Linked DNA regions of Mus musculus: all the other regions are linked to region 4. Evidence: chromatin contacts called from public Hi-C, HiChIP or PLAC-seq and capture Hi-C data. All regions are on one chromosome and are shown on one strand. Each heading gives the region's core, a stretch centred on a gene start, on an enhancer-like site or on the middle of the called end of the contact. The rest is flanking DNA. Distances are from core to core; before and after follow the strand shown.

The links. A called contact is a pair of places that touch in the nucleus more often than the background predicts. HiChIP or PLAC-seq counts read pairs in DNA pulled down with a chosen protein or histone mark. Capture Hi-C pulls out chosen DNA fragments and counts their contacts.
Region 1: a Hi-C map of bone marrow-derived macrophages shows a contact between it and region 4, with 18 read pairs. The contact joins two enhancer-like sites. A contact is called at or near these places in 12 of 39 promoter capture datasets (the 3T3-L1 cell line, 3T3-L1-derived adipocytes, the HPC-7 cell line and 8 more), 1 of 15 datasets of contacts at CTCF or cohesin (the NIH/3T3 cell line), 5 of 484 Hi-C or Micro-C datasets (adipose-derived mesenchymal stem cells, bone marrow-derived macrophages, gonadal supporting cells and 2 more), 12 of 115 datasets of contacts at active chromatin or transcription factors (bone marrow-derived macrophages, cardiomyocytes, craniofacial prominence and 7 more) and 1 of 9 other capture datasets (embryonic stem cells).
Region 2: a contact with region 4 is called in an H3K4me3 HiChIP or PLAC-seq map of bone marrow-derived macrophages, with 5 times the contacts expected there. The contact joins the promoter of 1700006J14Rik here to the enhancer-like site in region 4. A contact is called at or near these places in 2 of 15 datasets of contacts at CTCF or cohesin (the NIH/3T3 cell line and stem cell-derived epiblast-like cells), 6 of 484 Hi-C or Micro-C datasets (the C2C12 cell line, bone marrow-derived macrophages, cerebellar granule neurons and 2 more), 8 of 115 datasets of contacts at active chromatin or transcription factors (astrocytes, bone marrow-derived macrophages, craniofacial prominence and 4 more) and 1 of 9 other capture datasets (embryonic stem cells).
Region 3: a Hi-C map of bone marrow-derived macrophages shows a contact between it and region 4, with 20 read pairs. The contact joins two enhancer-like sites. A contact is called at or near these places in 13 of 484 Hi-C or Micro-C datasets (the 3T3-L1 cell line, the AML12 cell line, bone marrow-derived macrophages and 6 more) and 10 of 115 datasets of contacts at active chromatin or transcription factors (bone marrow-derived macrophages, cardiomyocytes, craniofacial prominence and 6 more).
Region 5: a contact with region 4 is called in a capture Hi-C map of embryonic tail, with 5 times the contacts expected there. The contact joins two enhancer-like sites. A contact is called at or near these places in 15 of 484 Hi-C or Micro-C datasets (bone marrow-derived macrophages, embryonic cerebral cortex, embryonic fibroblasts and 6 more), 22 of 115 datasets of contacts at active chromatin or transcription factors (acute myeloid leukemia, bone marrow-derived macrophages, cardiomyocytes and 10 more) and 3 of 9 other capture datasets (embryonic stem cells, embryonic tail and embryonic trunk).
Region 6: a contact with region 4 is called in an H3K4me3 HiChIP or PLAC-seq map of craniofacial prominence, with 6 times the contacts expected there. The contact joins two enhancer-like sites. A contact is called at or near these places in 2 of 15 datasets of contacts at CTCF or cohesin (the NIH/3T3 cell line and stem cell-derived epiblast-like cells), 2 of 484 Hi-C or Micro-C datasets (embryonic stem cells and uterus), 10 of 115 datasets of contacts at active chromatin or transcription factors (cardiomyocytes, craniofacial prominence, embryonic basal ganglia and 6 more) and 1 of 9 other capture datasets (embryonic stem cells).

What each region holds. Positions count from the first base shown.
Region 1 is chr10:120,455,918-120,458,646 of GRCm38.p6, forward strand. All of the region lies in intron 3 of Hmga2 (high mobility group AT-hook 2), which reads right to left. It overlaps Gm51785 (a long non-coding RNA gene), which reads left to right. Exons shown (of 4, transcript XR_003948969.1): 1 at 1-2,729. Among named protein-coding and RNA genes, the nearest start is that of Gm51785, 6.3 kb to the left of the region's middle. Within about 2 kb of position 1,279, at least 3 of the 459 cell types and tissues checked have an H3K27ac peak or open chromatin away from gene starts, as enhancers often do. A contact at or near this core is called in bone marrow-derived macrophages, where this site is marked.
Region 2 is chr10:120,362,820-120,366,001 of GRCm38.p6, forward strand. It overlaps 1700006J14Rik (a long non-coding RNA gene), which reads left to right and starts at 1,315. Exons shown (of 7, transcript XR_003948966.1): 1 at 1,315-1,497. Hmga2 (high mobility group AT-hook 2) reads right to left here. Exons shown (of 5, transcript NM_010441.3): 5 at 1-1,477. The coding sequence ends at 1,433. It overlaps Gm40783 (a long non-coding RNA gene), which reads left to right and starts at 1,537. Exons shown (of 2, transcript XR_872121.2): 1 at 1,537-3,182.
Region 3 is chr10:120,490,207-120,493,041 of GRCm38.p6, forward strand. No RefSeq gene overlaps it. Among named protein-coding and RNA genes, the nearest start is that of Hmga2, 15 kb to the left of the region's middle. Within about 2 kb of position 1,510, at least 5 of the 459 cell types and tissues checked have an H3K27ac peak or open chromatin away from gene starts, as enhancers often do. A contact at or near this core is called in bone marrow-derived macrophages, where this site is marked.
Region 4 is chr10:120,871,322-120,874,168 of GRCm38.p6, forward strand. All of the region lies in intron 1 of Msrb3 (methionine sulfoxide reductase B3), which reads right to left. Among named protein-coding and RNA genes, the nearest start is that of Gm15910, 15 kb to the left of the region's middle. Within about 2 kb of position 1,285, at least 93 of the 459 cell types and tissues checked have an H3K27ac peak or open chromatin away from gene starts, as enhancers often do. A contact at or near this core is called in bone marrow-derived macrophages, craniofacial prominence, embryonic heart and 3 more, where this site is marked.
Region 5 is chr10:120,550,530-120,553,436 of GRCm38.p6, forward strand. No RefSeq gene overlaps it. Among named protein-coding and RNA genes, the nearest start is that of Gm34952, 24 kb to the left of the region's middle. RefSeq lists an enhancer at 1,429-2,907. Within about 2 kb of position 1,507, at least 93 of the 459 cell types and tissues checked have an H3K27ac peak or open chromatin away from gene starts, as enhancers often do. A contact at or near this core is called in bone marrow-derived macrophages, craniofacial prominence, embryonic heart and 3 more, where this site is marked.
Region 6 is chr10:120,398,644-120,401,630 of GRCm38.p6, forward strand. The region is part of intron 3 of Hmga2 (high mobility group AT-hook 2); the gene reads right to left. Among named protein-coding and RNA genes, the nearest start is that of 9230105E05Rik, 11 kb to the left of the region's middle. Within about 2 kb of position 1,403, at least 42 of the 459 cell types and tissues checked have an H3K27ac peak or open chromatin away from gene starts, as enhancers often do. A contact at or near this core is called in craniofacial prominence and embryonic limb bud, where this site is marked.

The DNA of each region.
Region 1 (2,729 bases), core at 29-2,528, 420 kb before region 4:
AACCCCACAAACCGTCAGATTTAAGAGAAATCGAAAAGCCGAAGAATGAATGCCCACCTACATTCAGAGAGCTTGCTTTATAACATAGAACTTATGTACAGTAAAGAAAAACTGCATTCTAGATGCTAAATATTAAATATTGCTTTGGCCTGAAATGGAATAAATGCCAAGAACTAGAGCGAACGTATGCACGCTTGCCGGACAAAGCTGCTCGTGTATGTCTTCTCCTCACGGGGCTCCTCACACCAATGAGAAAGCTTTGTCGTGTACGCATGGGCCTGGCGGCTGGCGACAGTGAGTGACTTGCTATCTGAGCCCAGGCAGGCTATTAATGACTCTGTCTGCTCAGTTCTCTCCTGTCTCCAGTGCTACAGGTCAGAGGTCAAACATACAGGCCTATGTGCTCACCTGTTCACACACATATATATATGTATTCATCACGAGCTAGGATCTGCATATGAGAGAGAACGTGTGATTTTCTTTCTGGGTTACAAGTCCATCCATATTCCTGCAAATTCTACAACTTCATTTTTCTTCACAAGTGGATAATATTCCATTGTGTTAAGTGTAGCACACTTTCAGTATCCACTCCTCTGTTGACGGACATTTGGCTTGTTCCATCTTGCTATTTTAGGTAGAGTGGAAGTAAACGTCAACTATATCTACTGGTAAGACATGGAATATTCTTGTGCAACAGCTGGGTGGTGTGGAAGCTCTGATGGTTTTTTAAAAGCATATTATTATTGAAAGTTTTTAAGGGAAAATAAATGATCTTGTATTTACCAATTCCATTTAGCTGACTTCAAAAAAAAAAAGTTATATATCAAGGTTGTTTTGTTCCCTCTGACCCCCATTCAACCTTAAAATTGTCTGCATTCTGACTACTGGATAACTCTTCCTAAACATTGAAGTTATATTTCAAGTTATATTTCAAGGCAAGTGTTGTTACAATGGGTACAAGTTTTTCAAAAGGAAGCATACATCTGGAGAGTAAAGAAATGGAAATGGAGACCTTTTCTGTCAAGTAGATTTCCAGGTTCTTCAGCACATGGGTGCTTAGAATCCTTGAAAGGAAACAGTTTCCGTTGGTCTGATGAGATCCAAATTTATTTTGAGTTAGTATCTCCTGCTAGGTCCTCAAATCATCACTTATGTTATGAGATGGCTACAAAACAGGCAAGACAAAAACTCCCTTCTTGTTGATCTAGACTCTTCAAATGTGTGACTAACAAACGAAATGACATCACTTTCCTGTGTGCCGCAAGCTCTTTTTAATAAAAGTAAATGCCCCTGGAAGGAGGCGAAGTGGAAATGTATATTTTTAACTTAACATCCTGCACACACCCCATTGCCAAATAAAGACTATCAGCAGCCAAGGAAACAGCTGGGACTGTTAGTGACTTTCTAGTGACCCTCTAAAGTCGGCACCTGATCCTTGGGTCAGTTTCTGGGTCAATTTTATGATCTCCAGAATATTTTTTTTCCTTTTGAAAAAAGTAAGCATTAATTTCTATTAAGGTGTATTTTTCTCTCTTGAAAAGGTTCTAAAAATAGACCAGGTAAAGGCACTGCTAGTCTTCGCCCTCTTATTCCATGTGCTATTCCCTTGCTTCTCTTCTCCCAGAGGCCCTACTGGCCTTCCTAAGAAACATCTGGATGGTATGCTTCTCAAGTGAAGAGAGCATCTTTCCTATTTCCTTATGTTCCTGAGCCTGAATCCCACATTCTCAGATGTTTTCTAAACATTTTCTGTCTCTGGACCAGTTCAATGATAAGCGCCTCTTCAAGGCAAAATGGAGACACACAGGTCCTACCTGAATGTTGTGGGTAAGAGAACTGACTACTGGGATGATACAGATGCTCTGAGAACTAGAACTGTCAAGTTTCTACACGTACATACTAGGTAAACAGCATACAAAGTACTTCTCAAATTAAATTAAGGCACAACATCAAACTTCTACTATAAAGAGAAAGGGTTTTGGCATCAATGTAAAAAAATTTTCCCTGAGTGTGAACAGACATAAAACCTAGTTTAACATCACCAGTAAGCAAGTCTTAACCTTCATGATAAGCAATAGACACACGCTGAAGACTCGGTACACCAAGGGAATGTGGTCAGCATGGAGTGTGATTCTCACTGGGCCTCATGCTGTGTATAATTGAAGTGCAGGCTGTAGTTAGCGTTAAGGGGGGAGCATGCCAATGTGTTAAATATGATCTCTAATGTTTACCAAGCACCACACCTTGGGAGTTGGACTGAGCCTTCGCACACTTCTCACTTAACACTCACACAAATTCTGAGACTCGTACCTTGTCCAGAGGAGAAATGGAGCCTTGGGATGATCACATAATTTGTTTAAGATGATACTTAGTTGAGTGGTGGGTCAAAAACTTGAACCCCCAAGCCCCCCAAACCCTGCTCCTTGGCCTTGGCTATGAAGGAAATGTAAGTTCTGTTCTCTCACTTCTTATTTGCATACACAGAGACTGAAAATCCAGAAAACTATCAAAATTATAAATCTGCAAACTATTCAAACCAGCAGCAGAAGAGACCAAAGGAAGCAATGGACAATAGTGGTCCTAACCATCTCTAGTCAAGATGCTCATGGGGTCACTGGACCCTCCAGAGTCCTTCTAGCCATCTCTAGTTAAGATACTCATGGGATCACTGGACCCACCACTTCCTCATCCTTTCTAAGGGGCAGAGCTCTCTTCAGGTTCACACATTT
Region 2 (3,182 bases), core at 65-2,564, 510 kb before region 4:
ACGGAGTAAGAGTACAGAGAAGAATGGTCGAGAACTGGGGATGGCTGAGATGCCGACCCAGTAAGGTTTGGTTTGGTTTTGGTGGGCTTTTTTTTTTCCTTTCTCTTGCAGGGCTTGTGTCTAGCAGCGTGTAACAAGTGCAGGGCTGTAAATTCACTGTAGCATTCAGAGGTAGTATTGAGGAGTGGGGATTATTGCATCTCTGGCTAAAAGTGCAGCGTGAATGCAGAGATGGCAGTCCGAACCAAGATAATGCACCTCGGCTAGCCATCTTATGTCAAAATGAAAGGTGTTACAGGATGTAACACGCAGGCTTCATCTGAGGTAAGTGGTACTGCGGTCTTTCACGGACACTGGTACACAATGAAGAACAGGGAATATAGAGAGGAGAGAGAGGCGAGGGAGAGAAGGGAGGGAGAGAGGACAGAGAGCGGGAGCTGTTTTTATTATTTTTTTTTAAAAAATAGTGTCCTTTATATAGCAAAAGAGATTTCGGTTTCGCTCCTCCCATGTCATCACTTGGGTGGGTTCATTGGGTACTGTTAACCTTTTCATTAAATTCCAAAACAGGATCATTTTACTCAGCTAGTTATCTCCGATGCTTCAAGGCTGACAAGTGTCATTTATGGCTAAGTGGCTTTTGGCTGTGTAGATTTCCCGAGGCGGGAAAGAGAGCTTGTGGGCTTATCACTCCTGCTGCTGTGTATGAGTCCATAAATGGAGGAGTCAACGGTTCTCGTTTACTTCCCTTTTTGAAAAACAAAACAAAGCAAAAAACGAGCATAACCTATTCTGGTTTGCTAGCTGTATGAAAAGATACACCAGCATTTTGTCTCATTCAGAATTGAAAAGTAAAAAAAGAAAAAAAAATCAAGTAAGTGTCTACAAGATTATACACAAAGAAAGGAGAGTAGTGTCTAGTTCTCATCTTTGGTGTCCTAAGCAGATTTTCTATGATCATGGTGGGGGTGGCATCTGAGTGGACACAGAGTCACACACAATGCTTTTCTTATACGAATGCCCCCGGTCACCAGGGTGCCGGTTTAGGGTTTGCATGTAGTGACTGATTAAGCCCACCACAGAGGTTTTCTTCAACCACACACCCTTGCTTATCAGATCCACAAACTATTAGTAAGTTAAGGAAAAAGAAAACAGTCATTAAAAGTTGCATTGTTAAACTGTGTCCCCCGTGTTTACAGCAGTTTTTCACTAAACCTGGGACTGTGAAGGGATTACAAAGTGATTAATATAGTCCTTCTCAAGGTTATGCGATTTCGCCCACCCCGGCCCCGCCCCTCGCCCAGCCCCGCCCCCGCCCCACCCCGCAGGAAGTAGAAAGACCGTGGCAGTTAAGAATAACTGGTCACTGCAGTGTCTTCTCCCTTCAAAAGATCCAACTGATGCTGAGGTAGAAATTGAATGTCGGCGCCCCCTAATCCTCCTCTGCGGACTCTTGCGAGGATGTCTCTTCAGTCTCCTGCAACACACGGAAGGCAGGTGGGTTAGGCCTTGTTTGGGGAACAATGCTTGCCCAGAGTACCACTCCTGTAACCAGGAGTCGCCTGCACCACGCTGAGCTTGCTTAAGCGGAACATGGTGGGGGACACTGCCTGACCTCTATTCCCAGGCACTCAACCCGTGTCATTGAGGAATCAAGGGGTTGTCTTTTTTCCTGGGCTGTTTTTTGTCACTGTTGACTTAAGGCACCATGGCTGCTGGTCAGCAAATTCAATTGTTTACCGTCAGAAGTAGCCTGTGGGGTCTCTGGAGACTTCACTCACCAAGAAAGAGTTGGTTTCTCCCCATGGTGTGCCACAGTCATCGGGTTTAAAAAGCTGCTCTTGAAAGTCAACCCACCCACCAAATGTTGGTAATGGTAGCTGATGCTATTTGAACTTTTGCTAGTTGATGCTGTTTGGGCGTTTGCTAGATGTGTGTGTGTTTTTTTAGATGGGTTCCTTAGTGTACAGACAAACAATATACCCCTTATATATAAGGCAAGTAGGGGCAGGTTTGGGTCAAACAGGGCTGGTATACAACTCCTCAGCCAAGGCTGTGGGAGAGCGACAGCAGACCCATCCTGCAAGTACATTGCTCCTGAGAGCAGTTTCCTTATTTTTACATTTATTAAAACACATTTTGAGGCAATGGGCTAAGTTTGACATAACTGTTCAATCTCAATACTAAATCCGTCAACATCAGGCAAACATTTAACGGTGGGCCAGCCAAGCAGAGAAAACCTAATATATATGTTTTCTCAGGGCCTCTCGCCCATATAAATCTAACTCCACCCCAGCCCCCCTTTCCCCTCATTCCTTATGGCTCTGGAATTTGTTGGGGTTCCTGCAAGCTGGTGTGAGCTACAAAGTTCTTTTTAACTTCTGCTTATTTAACAAACCTGCAATACCTTTCAGGACATGGGCGGTAAAGCGGAGCTAATAAACATTTCCGATAAAGAGTGTCGTTAGTGGGAGGATGATTTTTATCAAACGCTGCCGGCTGGCTCCAAAGACGGCATGTGAAACAGATCTGGGAGAGGGGTAAACATTTACTCCAGCAGCCAATGAAGCCCCTTTAAGAATGGCCAGCTTACAACAGCCTTCATACTTTAATAGATTTGATTTTCCACATGGCTTCATTTCGTCTGGGTGGCTAACTGACACAATTTATACCCCGCTTCCTTTCCCAGGTCACTACAGTATACCACTCAGTAAAGTATGCCTCAGAGCCCGTCTGTGCTACACAACCGAGCTCCCATTCATTAGTGTCTGAAACACTTCAGCTGTGAAGGGGTTCCTAAATGTTACCATGTGTGACGCTTCTTCGAAATCATAGCAAATCAGGGGAGGGGAGGGGAGGGGAGGAGAGAAGCCTTCATGGCAGGAGGCTCATGCCCTCCCATGAATTCGAGCACGTGCACACACACACACACACACACACACACACACAGAGTCGTGGAGCCTCTATCCTGGCTTGCTACACAGCCCACGACTTCCTTAGTCCTTCACAAGAGGTTTTAAGCATTCATTCTCTTCCCTTAAAGACCGAGGGAGCTGTAAATCCCAGGAATAAACACACATACAAATGAATGGATTGCAGCTTCGGAAGCAGAATCGCAGCGGCATCCAGTCACGGGAGCTCACACCGACTTTGTTTAGTCTGCTTTTGGTTCTGTGGGAAAT
Region 3 (2,835 bases), core at 260-2,759, 380 kb before region 4:
CCGGGCCACTAAATAATCAGTTCTCAACCTGTGGCTCGTGACCCCTTTGGCAAACAAACCTCTGTCTCCAAAAATATTTACGTTACAATTCACAACAGGAGCAAAACTACAGTCCACGGGTGTCTCTGCCTGCCTTTCTCTTTCCACGCTCTGCGGGTGCTCAGCCTCTTCCTCTCGCCTAGAATGGTTACCTCATCTTCAAAGTATGGCCACTCCACCTCAAGTTCAGCAGCCACGTGCTAGACAAAACAGGAGCAAAATAAGGAAAACAGACTGGTCCAGAAATCCACAGCAGATTTTCACAAGGTCAGTCTCAGCTCCAGATGAGAGAGGCTGCAAAAATAAAAAATAAAATAAAAAAGTAAATAAAATATAAAATGTTTTACTACTCTGAATAAGTTCAGTTGGAATTTGTTTGCTCATTGAGATAAGGTCTTGCTTGCTCTGCAAGTCAGAAAGATCTTCAACTCTCTCTGTAGCCCAGGCTAATTCACATTTTATGATGCCCCTGCCTTAGCCTTATTGGGATTAGAGCCATGTGCCACCACACCTGATTGAGAATCTGTCATTTGAATATATATATACATATATATACACATATACATATATACACGTATACACGTATACATATATACACACACACATATATGTGTGTATGTATATGTGCATATATATACATATATGTGTATATATATGTCTGTGAGCTGGGTGTATGTACATGTGCTCCTTCACATACTTGGGGCACACTTGTGTGTACAGGTACTCATGTGCACAAGCCTGTGGAAACCTAAGACTGCTGCTGGATAGCATCCTTAATGGCTTTCACATTTTATCTGAGGGTCTCTCGAGGTGTGGAGCTTAGCCAGTCAGCTTGCTCTGGGAATACCCCTGCCTCTACTTCTGCTTGCTGGGGTCACAGGTGGACACCAGGCCTACTCAGCTTTTCTGGGGGCCTTGAGAGTATGGACCCTGTGTCTCACGCTTGTCCCACAGGTGCTTCAGTGATTTTTAAAGAAAGAAGTCAACAGATAAATTCTGGGTAGCGGCTAGCAATGTTTGATACAAAAGAACAGTTTTGGTATAATCCAACACTCTCGTTTTTAATCATTTCAGCTTCTAATAATTTCAGATTTTAATATAGTCTCCCAAATGGAGACCTTGAGGAAGATGCTACTGGGGGAAGGGATGGAATGTTTGAGATCTAAGATGCCCTGAAGTTTGAGTGCAATAATGAGTTCACCGTGTTAGTAAATAGGAAGCAAGATGCCATTGAGACAGAACTGAGCGGGGAGGGAAACTGGACTGTTGTTTTCAATAATTCACTCCCTTCCTCTGTAAAATTACACTCTCTTGCTCTTTCACTCTGGAAGCCAAGCTTTGCGATACTGGCTGTATTGAAGTTGGGTTTGGTGACAGGAAATTTTTGGACAGCAGTTGGAAAGCAGAAGTGTCATGTGCCAGATCCAGGCCACAGGCTGTTCCTGCTTGTCATCTGAGAGTGGACACTCCACCACGTCAGAAACAGTCTCAGTCCTGCAATGAAGACACATGAAATAATATCAGAATGGATGCCTCGCCCTACAGAGTGAGGACTGGGTGCCAGTGGTCGAAGCCACTGGGCTTTGTGGTTGCTTATAATGCTGTTTGAGGGAAGGGCCATTGGTTCCAGTACTGGTAGTCATCTTCCGGAGCACAGGGAAGTGATGTCACTCCCACTAGGATGCTGCGCTCCCACTAGGATGCTGCGCTCCCACTAGGATGCTGCGCTCCGATCATAAACGCATACGGCGGAAGTGTTGCTGAGGGCACAGGGCCACTGGCGCATTGACATGTTGCTTCTTGAGATGTGATACAGTTGCTTGAGGAAACAAACTCTCATGAGAACCTTAAGAGTACAATTTCCACAGGGCTCGTCCTTAGGGACCTCAGAGTCAGCTCGAGACAACCCCAAGTCCAGTTCTCAGCATAAAGATTTATTTGTCTCAAATGGACAGAGAGCAGGGAATTAAAGACAGAGGCAAGAGTTAGAGAGAGATGGGGAAAGGAACAAGGGAGAGGGGAGAACGGGAGCAAGGGGAGTGTAATGGTATATTAGTCCAGGGTGGGGGTGGGACATAACAAAGGACTGCCTCTGGATAGAGAGAAGACAGCCATGACCCATAGACAAATGTTGGTTTATAAAGGTGAAAGGGGAAATCACATGTTAGGATGAGTTGACTAATTTTAATTGGGCACGATAATTAAAGTGGCCAAAAGGGGGCTTTTGATGGTTGGACTTCAATGCTTTGATAACTGGACCTTGGTGGTCAGCCTCAGGGGGAGGAAGTGGCCAAATAAGGGACTAGCCCTTGGTGGCTAGCTTTAGGAATGTCATCTAATGGCTCTTAGCAAGGCAGAGGGAATAGAAGAAGTGCAAGGCTTTCCAGAGCCATGTTTGTCATGCTCATACCAACTAGAGTTTCTTCACTCAGCATGTCTATTCATATTACATATCATTTATGTATGTGTATATAAACAAAATGTAAACATCCACACAACCATACTGGCTAAAACACGGAAAAAGCACAAACATAAAATGTTCACGATCCGGTAACTGGAAAAATAAAATATCTGTCCATTCACGATATGGGATAGTACTCAACACTGAAAAAGACACGAAGCACTGGCATGCGCTACAACATGCTACAACCGTGTATGATTCTTGGAAAGAATATGCTGAGTCAGACTCTGAAGGATACTATTGTAAAATTTCATTAATGGGTTAGTGGTTAAGAACACTTACTGCTCTTCCAGAGGCCTGGAGTATCCATGTTGGACAGCTCACAACCATCTGTA
Region 4 (2,847 bases), core at 35-2,534:
ATTCCTGCACTCGCTGAGGAGGCTGGCTTTATCCCCAGTACATATGTGAGTGCAATCGAGGCTCGAAGATCCAAGGACACAGAGCAAACGTGGTGTGGGAAACGCTCATTTAACAGCAGAGCCAAAATGTGTCCTTACGTAGAGACTTGCCCTTTAAGACAAGGGAAAAAAAAAAAAAACAAAAAAACAAAAGATGAAGGACGACTATGAGACTTTGCTCCACAATCCGTTAACTTTGAAGAAGGCATAGGGAAGGTGCCCTTTCGTTTAATTCTATGATTTTTAACCTCTAAATAAAATTCTGGGAGTAGAACTCATGACCCAACATTGAAAGGGGTAGAAAATATTTTACTGAAGTCTTGAGAAATGAATCACGTAGAAGAATCCCCAACCTATACGATATTAAGACAAAAGTCCAGCTTGTGGGGTTTTCATAAGCATGCCACACAGGGCTGTGATTGGTGCGTAAACATCTCACGCAGGGCCATGATTGGTGCGTAAAGATCTCACGCAGGGCCGTGATTGGTGTGGACTAAGTTCAAATGAGATTGAAGAATACTGGGTGATTATCAATCTCTCGTGTTTTATTTAAAAACGCCGTGTTAAGTAACTTCAACTGCCTAATGTCCAAAGATGGAATGAAACTAATGTCTTGATCATTTCCTCGCCGCCACCCCCTCCATTCCCTACCCTGAAATAAAAGTCTTTTCCTGGACTCTCCTGACCCCCTTGAAGAGCAAACATGTGATAAACAGTAATCTATTTGACCAAGTCGCTCTGGAGTATATCTGACCGAAATCTGCTTGTATTAACATGCCTGAACTCTGACTTTCCCAAACTAAACTCACTACAGAAGCAAAACATTTTTGTGTTACTAACTGGAGGGGTTGGGGTGGGGGTGGGGGCTAAGAATCACAATGCGCAGCCTGAGAACCGTTAGACATAAATAAAGATGTCATTTTCACGAGTGACTGCGGAGCAGGCAAAGACTGCATGCCTTTGTAGCAGACTACTGGCTAATAAAAGATCAAAGGTCTATACCTCACAACGCCGTAAATAAAAATGTAAGTTTTTTTTTCCCCCTCCATGAGACCCTTCCCCATGAGGGATAAAGTATGTGCGGTAAATGTAATTACTTAGCAAAGCTGCGGCCTCTCAGTGCTCCCGCAGCTGACCATAAAATGCCTTCCTATTCCGTTTCATCAACCGCTGTACCAGGCGGCCTGGGCGCCTACGGATCACTGTGGCCATCTGGCTTGTGTCAAAGCCAGCACACAGGAAGCAAGGCAGTGACGTCACTCCGCAGGTCAGGCAAAGAACAAAGATGCCGGCTACAATTAAAAGCCTAGGACTGCAAATACCAGGGGCTCAAAGTGGCTGTGATTTAATAGTCCTTACTCGATCTTTTTTTTTTTTTTTCCCCTACCCAAATAGCCAGAGCGCCATCTAGTGGCAAATTGGTCTTGCCCAGTTTGGGGGCGTTTAAACTGCTTTGTTTCCTTTTTGGTGCTTAAAGTCGACCCTGGAAGTGCTATACTAACACCAAGCAGTGCAGCAATGGATAGAGTTACTGACACAGACACCTTGGCTTTTCGGATGTGGAAGAACGAAGGAACACAACCTGTCATGGTGTGAGCCACTCACAAATCTCCCGTGTTATAGGCTGGGCACTGATACAGCCTTAATTACGTGAATGCTCACAAGTATGTTAGAGAAGGTGGGCAAGTTTACAGAATGCTTGTGAAGTGCCCAGCACCCTGGGAATATGTGTCTGAGCCATGGACTGAAAGGCAGTTCTGCCCACCTGTGTCTGCATGCCCTGCTTAGCTCCGTCCAACAGAAGCACCCACGAGATGCGCCTTTAATGTGTCCGGTCCGGGAACAGGAGCATGGTAAACAATATTTTGGGACTGAGGTTTTGAGGGAAGAGAGGGAGGAGTGTGTATTTTTACACTTGCAATAGAAAACGGACCCTGACGACAGATGTAAAATACACAACCCATTCCCAGAAAGATGCCTGTCACCGTGGATGTGTGCTAGCTTTGTTGCCGGACTGCCTGGCTGGAACTCTGTCTGTCTCTGTAACTGCTTGTATGACCTTGGACAAGTTACTTACCTTTGCTTCTCCGACTCTAAAATAGCAGTTCAAAAGAGCAATTAGCTAAAGGGACCTCTCCTAGTATGTGGTATATGTTTTTTTAAAAAAAAGTTAGCTGTCAGATATTTGCTTAGTATTACATGAGCCGGAAAACATTTACGAAAACTAAATCTCCCATCAGTACATTCTGATCCTGGTTTCACCTCTGCTCAACTCTTCCCAGGTCCTCCCAGACCCCTCCTCCCCATCCATCTAACTCCATGCCTTCTTCCTGTGTTTCTCACCACATCCTATCCTGTCCCATGGCCCTGCTGGATGCACTGCTCACGGTTTCCCCAGAACAAGCCTCCGTTGCGAGTCCATGCTCTCTGATACTGTTTCCCACCATCTGCTGGTCACAGCATAGCTTTCCCAGCGCTGACCCTACAGAACGCCTGACGAGCCCCCGGCTCTCCTATGGCAGTTTTCAGGATACTGGTGTGGTTTGCACTCTTGCCTCTTCTAAATTAACGCTGCAGGGCAGGGAGGGGACCTTTTTGTATCTCACTACCCAGCACATGACAACCAAGCACTCAGTCACTTCCTGAGTAGAAGACTCAATGTAAATGATTAACCTATAAAACTGGTTGTTCTGGGCATCTCATTTCCAGTGTTGTCTCCCCCAGCTGCTTTGCTAATGGTGCTAAAAGGAATTGAAATCTGTGACAGTGTATGATTGCCAGCCAGGGCTGTAACAGGTGGGATGCTGA
Region 5 (2,907 bases), core at 257-2,756, 320 kb before region 4:
AAGAGATACGTAGAAATCCATTGCTAGATGAAATAAATGGTCTTGACTATCAACCTCTTACAGGGGTCTTTTTTGTTCAGGAATACTGTCATGAACTGCTCTTCACTGTTCTGTGTTGCTGCTAAAAATTAAATTTTCCTAAAAATGTAAACTTATAACTTCTGTTCATACTTTAAATGAGATATAATTCTAATAACTTATTTTGCTGTTTTATTTTGGTTTTTTGTTTGTTTTTTTGTTTTGTTTTGGGTTTTCTGTTTGTTTGTTTGTTTGTTTGTTTGTTTGTTTGTTTGTTTTAGACAGGGTCTCTCTAGTTTTGTTCTGGAACTCAATATGTAACCCAAACTAGCCTTAAACTCATGATCTGCCTGACTCTGGCTCCTAGTGGCTGGGATGAAAGGCACATAGCACCATGTCCAGCTGGGATGATCCTAAGTTAGTCTTTTCTCTTTTGCTGCAACAACAACAACACAACAAAATACCCCAGGCTGGGTATTTTATAGAGAAATAAGGGTTATTTGACTAAAAGTTATGAAAACTGAAATCCCAAGATCAGGCAACTTCTTTGGTTTGGGCTCTGAGGAGCCTTAAGCTCGTCACCTCATGGACGGCTGAAAGGAAACGCACGTGGGAGAGGGAGCAGTTATATGATGACATAGGAAGCTAGACAAGATCAGGACCACAACTCATCTCGTCAGAACTAACCAGGGTTCCACAAGAACCACCTTAACCTAGCAGGTTTTGAGACTGGTGTCCCAAAGACCTAATTACCTCCAGGTAGGGTCTGCGTACCCCCATCCACATTGGTACCGTAAGGCCCAGGCACCACTGGACGACAAATCCTGTGTAAGGCAGAGCAGTTGATGTCTTCCACCTTTGAGCAATTCCTGTCCAGTTTGCTCTCTTGCTCACAGCTCAGACTTTCATACCAGAAGATCACCAATGATTCCTCAGAGTGAGGAAACATTGTTAGGGTGGAGAAAGCTGTGAGCCTGAGTTGTTTAGTGGCAGTCTCAGGGCTTCTGTGTTCTCCCTTGTATGTATAATATGTATCTTAGTGCTGCCGACTAAGTTTAACCTATTCCTTTTAAAGGACTCGAAGTTATGCTGAGACACGCCCCCTCCCCGTAACCCCCCCTCCCCCATCTTTTCTTGGAGTGTTTTACCTACAGAAAACCACAGCCAATCAAAATGCTGAACTGTGGAGCACAGCCTTAATATTTTTAAGTGTGTGAAAAAGAATGTTTAGAGAGCCTCATGCAAAAAGCTGTTTCGCTTGAACTCAACATCTCCAAACACACAGCCACAGTTAGTTATGCACCGGGAACACACCATCACCCTCCCCGAAATCTCACACTGTAGTTGATTATAAGTATAAATCAATACATGTACCCCGCAGATCGATGGCGAAGAGCCTTAACGATTCCCGCAAAGCCGCCTTTATAGAGTGGAGGAGAATACACAGCTGACAGGGAACCGCTGGGTTATGGCGACCACCCAGGTGGTGCCAGAAGTTGGAAGTAACCCTCCTCCCCCCTGCCCTCCATCAACGCAGCTCAGAACGAATTGGCTTTTCAGGAATGCTGAGAGAAAAGGAAAAGCCGGCCAAATCTTCCCGGCAGAAGTAGTTCCGATCCGGGGATTAGAGTCTGTCAATTAGGGGTGTCCGAATGGGACGGAGGGAAGAAAGAAGGAAGTGCTGCTTAAGTGTCAGGGGAGACTCTTATTTATTTTTATTTTGATTTGATTTTATTTTATTTTTAGGAGGGGGAGCAAGCGCTGGGAACGATTTTTCTTATTCTGCTTGGAAAGGAGTCAGTCCTGATCCAGATTTCCTTCCGGAAGAAACGAATCAAGGACCTTGCTGGCGGAGGGTTGGGAATGGGGGTGGGGGACAACCCTAGGTGGCCCGAGCGTGGTACGGCCTTGTCAGAGGCTATTGTACGGCTAGACCCAAGGCCGTTTCGGTACCCACGCAGCCACTTGCAGGACCGAGCGTGTCTGGATGAGCCAACTGGCCTCCCTCCGCGCCGAGCGCCCCAGCCGTCTGCTCTGCGCACGGGGTCAGGGGGCCCGCGCCGGCAGGGGCGCCTTTGAAGTCTCGGCAGCAGACTGGGTGGGAGATGGATGACCTAGGAGGGACAGGGACGAAGGGGCCCAGCCTGGTTCCCACGATCCGCGGCTCGAGGGGCCACCGCGCAATGCGGGCCGTTGCTGGGGCAGAATGAGAATGAGAGCACGTGGGTGATCTCGGAAAATGCGCGCGCGGGGATATGATCCCTAAATGTGAGCCAGGAGATTTAGCGCATGACGAACCCTAGGGAACGCACAGAAGGCGGCCACCACCGGGAGGGAGGAGGCTGTGACTCTAGGTAGCCTCGGTGAGAGTGAAGGTGGTGTACGTAAGAGGACCCGGAGTAGGATGGAGAGTGTCCTACTGGTTAGGGGGTGGGGTAGGTGTACGTCAGGAGAGGGGACCCGGCAGCGTGCGGGCTCCATGCTGCTGTGCAGATCGGTGTAGCCGTGGGTGCAAGCAGAGAAAAGGCGACCCCGACAGAGGCACGGGGCCCCTGGCCTGGACCGCTGGGCGGCGTCTGCGGAGCATCTGAGCTCAGCCTCCGGGAGCGGGGTTGGAGGGACTAGTTGCAGAGCAGCGACGCCAATGAAGTTGGTAACTTTTTCCCAAAGAGGAAAAAGAAACCGCCAAACAAGGGTCCCCTAGAAGGGTGGGAGCAGTGGCCCAGTTGCCGATAGACTCCACCCCCTCCAGACTCCGCCCCCCTCAGACTGAGGGGCGCCCGGCCTGCAGCCAATGGGCAAATCTACGTTAGGCGTGACTTTGTGGTTCGACCTGAGCCAGGCATGGAGCTGGCTGGTTTCACCTAGTCCAGACTTTGGGTCTGGAGA
Region 6 (2,987 bases), core at 153-2,652, 470 kb before region 4:
TTCGACCAGCCTCTGAAGAATGGGACTCAGTCTTCAGCCTCCTCTATCGGAGGAGGAATGTCCCAGGCTCAGGAAGATAGCCCCCCCCCCCCCCCCCCCAGTCCTTGTAAACACAGAACTCTCCTCTCGCTTCCCATAAAAACTGCCGTGTGTTCTGTTACCCAGCCGCTCTTCTCCCTCCTAGTGCCTCAGCTCAGGCTGCTGAGACACTCACTCACTCATGTGGCAGAGGGGGACTATAAGCCACACTGACACAAGCTCTTGCCAATCCACCACTCGTTAAGACTCTGTTAACACACTTCAGTAAAGTCTGTTTTATGGAATCTCCAGTTGCACAGTGTAAACACAAAGAGAGGGGAACTCCTCAAAATATGCAGCTCACAGCGGGAATTAAAAGGCTCACAAAGAAACAGCCAGGTGTGGCAGAATTGGAGCTACCTTGAGTAAAGGAGGAAGTACTATTTATAAGTTGCATGGCAGCGAACAGATACAGGGGAAGGAAAAGGAGGAAAGGCTGGTGTCATGGGGCGCTGGAGAGGCAGGAGCAGCGTGTGTATGTATTTTGAGCATCTTATTTATGAAATTAAATCACACCAGAGCCAAGACTGTGGTTACTACAGGTATAAAAGCACCTGAAACCCTGCCCAGCCTCTGTGTTGTAAGCTGTCTTCCCAGGCAAACCTCCATGTCTGCCTCTGTAGGCACCTTTGTCAGCTTTGCCAAAGAGTGCCACATAAGATGGCTGTACAACTGAGAGCGAGTAACTTATCCTAAAATGAGACCCAGTGGGTCCCTGATGTTGAAAAAGACCATAAATAAAGAACTAACTTTGGAAATTCCTCAAGGTGAACATGAGATAAGAGAATGATCTAAAGATGTCAACACCAGTTAAGGGACTGCCTTGAATACTGCTCTTCTTGAATGGCGATCTCTAGGAGGAGCATGTGTGTGTGTGTGTGTGTGTGTGTGTGTGTGTGTGTGTGTGTGTGTGTGTATAGATATGGAAATAGCATCAAAATATCTACTAACAACAACAAAAAAAAACCTGGGAAATAATTAAGGAGGTGTTTCAGAGGCGATAGGCAAAAAGAATTATTTGAAAGTCTCAACCCTTTATTCCGATCTATGCCTGTAATGTAGGAAACTGACCTGGACGAGGAGGAGAGGAGGAGGAGGAGGAGGGGAGGAGGAGGAGGAGGGGAGGAGGAAGGAAGGGAAGCAACATTTATCACAATATTGAGAGCAAGCCAGGAATGCTACATGCATCAGAACTTCTGGCAAGGCCCCTGTAAGATAGTTCTCATCAAGCCCCACCTAGCAGACAAGGAAACTGCCATTCAGGAAAGTTAAGGGCTCTGACTGGGGTCAAGCAGCCAGTGAGTAATGTGACTCTGATTCAGACTCAGGTCTGACTCTGAAGCCCATATTCTTTCAATTATACCACGCTGCTTATTAAAGGGCTGAATACTACGCCTTGTGAGAAAAAGCTAAAGGGAGTTCTATAACTCATGTTGGACAAAAAAAGACTGGAAAATGATATAATGATTTTGAAGTACTGTCTAGGAAGGATTAACCTAAAGGATGGTAACCAGCTGTTTTGAAAGCTGCTCTGAAGAAAGAGAATAGGAAACGGGCTTCAGCCGCCACAGCAAAAAGAGAAGCTGCCTTTCCAGAAGGCTCCCTTGCGCTGGAGTTAGTAGCTGAGGAGAGAACGCCGCTGTGGAATTTTCTTCCTGTGCAAGTCAAGATGGCTGACCCAGAAGAGAGAAAAAGAGGAGTTTCCCTACACGGAGAGTATTAAATGAAGAAGTGGGCAAGAGAAAAGGGAGAAGAGGAAGTCTTCCTTGGAATCGCAAACCAGGACAGATGATGAGGGAAAGGGGCAACTGGAGAAAGGCTGGACCGGCCATAATGGCAATTGTGATCACAAATAGAAACAGAAGCTGTAAGTCCATCTAGCCTAGAGCTGTCTCCTTTGGTAACGTTCTTCCATGCAATCAGGAGGGGCTGAGTTGGACCCCAAGCACCGCATAAAGCTGGTAACAGAGCCTCAGCTCATAGCAGTCACTGAGACCTTTGTATGACTCCGGGATGGAAGTGCCATTCAGGCTATAAAAATCAGCTGTAGACAGCCCCGCCTGCCAGAACTCAAAGGCCCAATCATCAGAGTCCATAATAGTTCTGGGAAAGTCCAAAACTGTACTAACCTTACATTTTAGCTTCTGTAGTTCCTCTCCTGGCTAACGGCTCTTGTTAACTGAAGTCCATCAACTCAGAAGACGGTTTTCGTGCTTAAAACCACTCCCTAAGAAGGCTCAGGGCTATACTGCCATCCCGAGCGCCCAGTGTAGTCGATGGCTGGCTAATAAAGATGTTCTATTGTCTTACACTCAAGTCAGAGCAGTATTCTCTGGGAAATAATCCGCAACAATAGAGGTGCATGCTGGTAATCTTAGCAACGGCGAAGCAGAGGCAGGAGGAGCCCTGGCAGGAGAGGCTCACAGGTTACCATTCTAACCGAATCAGCAAGCCCAGGTCTCATTAGGAGACCGTCTCAAAACAGAAGGTGGACAACGCTTGGGGAATGATACCTCAGGTGAACTAACCCCTGACTCATACATGTACACACATGCACACACACACACATGCATGCACGCACACATACACATGCACACATATATATATACATGCACACATACATATACATGCACATACACATGTGCGCACGTGCACACACACACACACACACACACTCACACTGGAACATTCCCAGAGAAAGTCTGGAGTAACTAACTGTGCCTATAGAACCTGCTTCTCCAAAGATATTTTCACACTATATCTTCATTTAAAAGGGAGAATTTAAGAATGGTCCTGCTTCCACGCAAGAACTCATTAAAGCATTTAAAGGCTAACTGAGCACTTGAGGGCCTTTTTGTACTCTCAAAATAGTTATTTTTTTTTTAAACTTGACTTTTACATAGGTTTAA